Regions from separate parts of the Mus musculus genome. Here region 1 is linked to region 2. The links are chromatin contacts, called in public HiChIP or PLAC-seq maps. All regions are on one chromosome and are shown on one strand. Each heading gives the region's core, a stretch centred on a gene start, on an enhancer-like site or on the middle of the called end of the contact. The rest is flanking DNA. Distances are from core to core; before and after follow the strand shown.

What was found. HiChIP or PLAC-seq counts read pairs in DNA pulled down with a chosen protein or histone mark.
Region 1: a FOXA1 HiChIP or PLAC-seq map of pancreatic cancer cells shows a contact between it and region 2. The contact joins two enhancer-like sites. A contact is called at or near these places in 1 of 39 promoter capture datasets (liver) and 1 of 115 datasets of contacts at active chromatin or transcription factors (pancreatic cancer cells).

What each region holds. Positions count from the first base shown.
Region 1 is chr1:91,822,451-91,825,150 of GRCm38.p6, reverse strand. All of the region lies in intron 1 of Twist2 (twist basic helix-loop-helix transcription factor 2), which reads right to left. The region is part of intron 1 of Gm46117 (a long non-coding RNA gene); the gene reads left to right. Among named protein-coding and RNA genes, the nearest start is that of Gm46117, 7.5 kb to the left of the region's middle. Within about 2 kb of position 1,405, at least 72 of the 459 cell types and tissues checked have an H3K27ac peak or open chromatin away from gene starts, as enhancers often do. A contact at or near this core is called in pancreatic cancer cells, where this site is marked.
Region 2 is chr1:91,360,836-91,363,535 of GRCm38.p6, reverse strand. It overlaps Klhl30 (kelch-like 30), which reads right to left. Exons shown (of 8, transcript NM_027551.2): 8 at 1,132-2,527. The coding sequence ends at 2,270. Among named protein-coding and RNA genes, the nearest start is that of Erfe, 4.2 kb to the left of the region's middle. Within about 2 kb of position 1,250, at least 13 of the 459 cell types and tissues checked have an H3K27ac peak or open chromatin away from gene starts, as enhancers often do. A contact at or near this core is called in pancreatic cancer cells, where this site is marked.

The DNA of each region.
Region 1 (2,700 bases), core at 156-2,655, 460 kb before region 2:
AGATTAGTACATTTCTTTTTCTTGCAAATGACCTAGAATTTTAACTTCTGAAGAAGTTGATTTCTCTTGCTTCTGTCAGGTCCCTTGCTGGCCTCGGGAGAAGCCAAAGTGAAGGCTCTTGTGGGCCCACAGGCTTCTCTTTCTTCTGATGTAGCTTCTGCTATGTTGACACATCATAGGGAAGACTTTTGTCTCTGCAACTGCTGCTGAAACCCAGTTCTGTCTAATAGCGGTGTACATGGGATAGAGGAATCAGGACTCAGCTAGACACAGGCTCTCCCAGGTGGATGTCTCTACCATCCATGAAGCTCCTGCTTACCATCTGCTCAGGCTTCATGCATCTTATGCATGTATGTATGTATGTATGTATGTATGTATGTATGCATGCACGTAAATGTTTTCTTTTTTAATTATGTGTATGCCAGTGTGCATGTGGGTATAAGTGCCCATGGAGGCCAGAAGAGGTTGCCGGAGCCCCTGGAGCTTGTGTTTTTGATGGTTGTGAGCTGCCTGGCATGGGTGCTGAGAACAGAACTTCAATCGTCTGCAGGAACAACCAGTGCTCTTCACCGCTGCACTTACTTTTGAGATAAGGTCTCACTGTGTTTCTGAGGCTGGCCTGGTCCTTACTATGTAATTGAGGCTGGCCTTGGACTTTATTTACATATTTATTTGCTGGGGGTGTTTTTGGGTGCACATATGCATGCAGGTGTGTGTGCACATGTATGTAAGTAGGGCGGGTCAGAGTGCTCTTCTTCAGTTGCTCTCTGCCTTATCTTTTGAGGCAGATCCCTCCCCGGATCTCCCAGTTACTTTTGAGCCCTCGGGACCCTCCTGTCTCTGCCTCCACGGTGCTGGGATTGAAAACACTTTTACCACGTCACCCAACTTTTGCGTACAGGTTCAAGGGGTTGAACCTGGGTCCTCATGTTCCTGCAGCAAACACTGCCAGCCGAGCCAGCTCCCAGCCTCTTACGTTCACTTCCGTGTTCCTGCTGGGATTGCAAGTGAACACCAGCACACTTGGCTGTGTCTCCTAATAGTGAGCTTCTTGGCAGTAGTAGTAGACAGCAGTTAGCTTGTAAGGGGCACAGATGACCACTGGGTTTCTTTCTTTCTTTCTTTCTTTCTTTCTTTCTTTCTTTCTTTCTTTCTTTCTTTCTTTCTTTCTTTCTCTCTTTCCAGAGTTATGGAGCTGGAGACCTGAACTCTAACCTGAAGCCTGGGCCTTTCCTGCATCCATTTCCCTCCAAGCCCCGACAGTGCTAGAGCCCATGACCAGCCACCTCCTTTGTCTGTCTTTATTGCATCAGAATCTTCTAAAGTAAACTTTCACCCAGCCAGGGCTGTGCAGGGCCAGAGGGCTTTGCCAGGGATCTGTGAGGTAACTTTCCATCTGTTTATTTATGCTTTGCTACTTGGGGACAGGGGGAGAAAGGCACAGGGACCTAGGAGTCCCAGAAGCTAAGCAGAGTGGCTGACATCATGGGAATTTGTATGGCCTGACTCACGCTGTCCCCTGGTGAGGGAGTAGAAGTTCACAAAGTGCCTTTGGCTCCTGTGTCACCAGGAATTTGCAGTGTTGCAGCGGCTGGAAGCCCAGCCCTTACAGATGGTGTGAGATCCCACAGTTTCCAGCCACATGGAGCACACAGCCACAGGGACTCTCTAAGGAAATGTTGGTCAGCATCACAGAGTTTTCCAAATTTCCTCTTTCATCTCTTGGCCAAGTCTACCTTTATCCAGTGGTGGAATGGCTGGAACTCTTCTGTCCCAGTGGGCAGTACAGTCAGAGGGGTCCTGAGATGACCTTTTCTTCTGCTAAGTCCTGAAGGGGACATCCCCCCATCCTGTCCTCAAGGCTCCTTGAGAGACTTCTGACTGCCATGTTTCAACCCAGTGAAGAAAAATGGAACTGAGTCCTCTGTGGCCCAGGAGAGTGACAGATACCAGCTGCCCTGCCTCCCTCCCTGGTTTGCCCTGACAGATCAAACCATCTCAAAAGAGGCGATGCCAACAACTGTCTTTCATAGCTGGAGCCGTCTAGTGACAAGAACACTGTAAATCCACTCAGGCTGTGATAGGCTGTGGTTCTTTGTCCTAGAGCCGGTGCCTTCCCTGTGGATTTCATTTCTGCTTCTCTGGGACGTTATGAACAGAGTCTCCGTGAGGACAGCTGGTCACAGGGAGGGGACTGGTGTGATAAAGAGACCGTGAAACCCAGAACATAGATGTGAGGGTCCACCCACATCTGGAGGATAAGTCAGGGAATCCAGTGCTACGCGGACCCAGTTGATCACCGTGATAGAACAAGCTTTGTGGACATCAAAAAGCATGATAGAAGAGCATACTGTGCTTATAGCCACAGTATTCATGAAAGTCAAAAGTGGGAAGCTGTACAACATGAAATATCATTTAGCCTTAAAAAAATGAAATCTTGGCATAGCTGTAACCTGGGTGGACCATGAGGCATATGCTAACTGAAGTAAGCTAGTTACAGTGATAAATCCTGTGGAATTCCTGTCATAGGAGGTCCCCAGAGGCAGGAACTAGAATGGCACCAAGAGCCAGGGCAGGAGATGGGAGTTAGTGTTTAATGAGGGTGTAGAGGCGGGTGCTTCTGACGGTTGTTACAGTGTGTGATGAAATTACTCACCTAGCAAACAGTGCAAGCTTGATCAGTGCCACAGAACCACACAC
Region 2 (2,700 bases), core at 1-2,500:
AGCACCTAGGATCTCCACAGCTCACCTCCACCAGCTGGATACCCTTGAAGCTGGCCCCCAGTTGGAGACTTATTAGACTCCCAGCTCCCTAGCTGGAAGATCTTTCCTCTTGGAACACCAATTATGCCACTGACCCCAGAATGACCAGGTTAGGCACAATTCAGCAATGCTGAGAACCATGTGTCTCTCTCTACTCCAGGATTCCCCCACTCACACTCGCCCAGGGATGTGTGGCCTTTCTAACTCCCTTTTTCTTTCTTTCTTTTTCTTTTTCTTTTTGGTTTTTTGAGACAGGGTTTCTCTGTGTAGCTCTGGATGTCCTGGAACTTACTCTGTAGACCAGGCTGGCCTCAAACTCAGAAATCCACCTGCCTCTGCTTCCCAAGTGCTGGGATTAAAGGCGTGCACCACCACCACCTAGCCAACTCCCTTTTTCTGATTAAAGTCAGTGTCACTCTTTCAGCCTTTGCCTTTGGAAAGCCCTAGGATTGCATGCTCAGGGAAACACTATAGGACATCCCCCATGGTATAGAGTCCTCAATTGTTTTCATGGGATAAGAGCTACATCCTGATCTGCAGGCCAATAGAGACTGGGCCTGGCATGAGAGACTTTTGAAACCGTAAAGCCTACTTGTAGTAACATACTTTCTCTAACAACCATACCTCCTAATCCTTCTAATCCTTTCAAACAGTTCTACTCCCTGATGACTAAGCATTCATATAGATGAGCCTATGGGGCCAACTCTTATTCAAACCCCCAACATCATGGGAGCATTTAGAACCCAGGCATGAGTTCTGTCCTCTTAGAAGTAACATCTCTACCCCCCTGCCCTATTTGATCTCTGAGTTGGCTCAATGGTCCCAAAGACAGGCATGAAGTCAGGTCTGGGAGCAAAGTGAATCCGGACTTGCAAAGTCAGGGCAGAGCCTGGAGTCCTGTCCTCAGAACTCAGTAGTGTCAAGAACCAGTCTGAGCCCCTGGGCTGGTCCTAGAGAAGAAGTCTGCACTCAGTGTGAGCTGGGGGCCACTCAAGCCTCGTTGGGCTAGTAGCTGGTGTTGGCCAGACCAACTCCCAACCTACAGTCTAGGTCCTCAGCAGTCTGTAGCAGACAGAGCATGCTGCTCACACACAGTGATAGTTCTTTATTGTTTGTCTGGTTACAAATCTGGTGCCTCGTCTGGAGGAGAGCAAGAGGGCAAAGGGACAGAGATGTGGAGACTGAAAAATGCATGACCTCATGAGACCACGGTCTGAGTCATGTTAAATCATATCATGATTGGCAGGAGAGTCCATCAGATGTTAGCTCCACCCCATCTCAGCATATCCCCGGAAGCAAGCTTTTGACACACCCCAGGGCCATCCCCAGAATCCCTGCAGACCAGGGTGAGGGATCAGGTGTGAGATACCCCGAATATCAAACATTAACTCATTTATCAGATGACCTGCATATCTGATTTTAGTCATAACAGTAGCAAAATTATCGTTATGAAGTAACAATGAAGACAGTGTTATGGTCGAAAGTGACTACAACATGAGGAACTGTCTTAGCACTGGGCAGCTTGGGAACCGATCTCCTAGAGAATCCTCTACCGTCTCACTCTCCTGCCCTGAACCGCATCCCCTGCCTTCCTAGCCTCTCTTCAGGGGCCGCTTTCCTGGTGTCAGAGGTACCCATGGTGGAGCAGAGCCACCTTCCTCCCAGAAGCAGCTATGTAAACACAGTGCCAACACACAGAGGCTAGAGATGGGGAGAGCCCAGCCTTCATCCAGCCACCCCATGTGGGGCGAATGTGGAATCTGAGGAAAGAGGGGAGAGAGGAAGCTGTGGACATGGTCAAAGAGCATGGCATGGCCTGCTCTAGGCTGGGCCTCCAAGCTTGAGGCCCTGGCTCAATGTTGGGGTATTCCATTTTAACTCCCCATTTGCACAGCTCCCCACTCCCCCCAAACCACGGTAGGTAGAGCAAGAAGAACTGCCACCACGGGGCCTGTTTTCCCTGAGGGTATAGTCCAGGACCCCTTAGCTTCTTTCTCTGGGGTCTTCAGGGACAGCAGAGCCCTCTCCTCCACTGTGTGAGCTGAGTGTCAGGGTCTCGCTTGCTCTTACAACTGGTGACAAAGTTGCTAGCCCCAGAGCTGTGTCATCTGATACTGAGCCCAGCCCATGCCTTGGAGGGGGCAGCAACTCACAGTAGACAGAGGACACACATGGGGGGGGGTGGCATTGTGCAGGACAATGAGGAGCAGAGCCAGGAACTCCTCCCTCCCTAGTGCTCCTGAGGGGCAGTGGGGATGAAGGGCTGTGTCCATTTGGAGACATCCAGAAAGATGGTAGAGGCCCCATGGTACAGCCAGAGACGGGGTAGAGAGCCATGGCGGGCCCAGGCATCTCTTACAGTGTCGTAGGCCTCCATCTCCACATGGTAGTCTCCATCCATGCCTTGCCAGCGGCCACCCGTCACATACAGCAGGTCACCCAGAGGCACTAATGCACCGTTCTCATGTAGGCTGTGTTGAGATTGCACCTGTGGATGACAATGGAAGGGTGGAAACAAGGATGTCCTTGGTGTTAGCATTCTGTCTAAACTCCACCTCATGTTACCTGGCAACAGCCAGATAGGCCTGGCCCACTATAAAAGGGGCTTCGGGCCCCTCCTCTTTCTCTTATTCTGCTTCCTGCTTGTTTCTCTCTTACCCT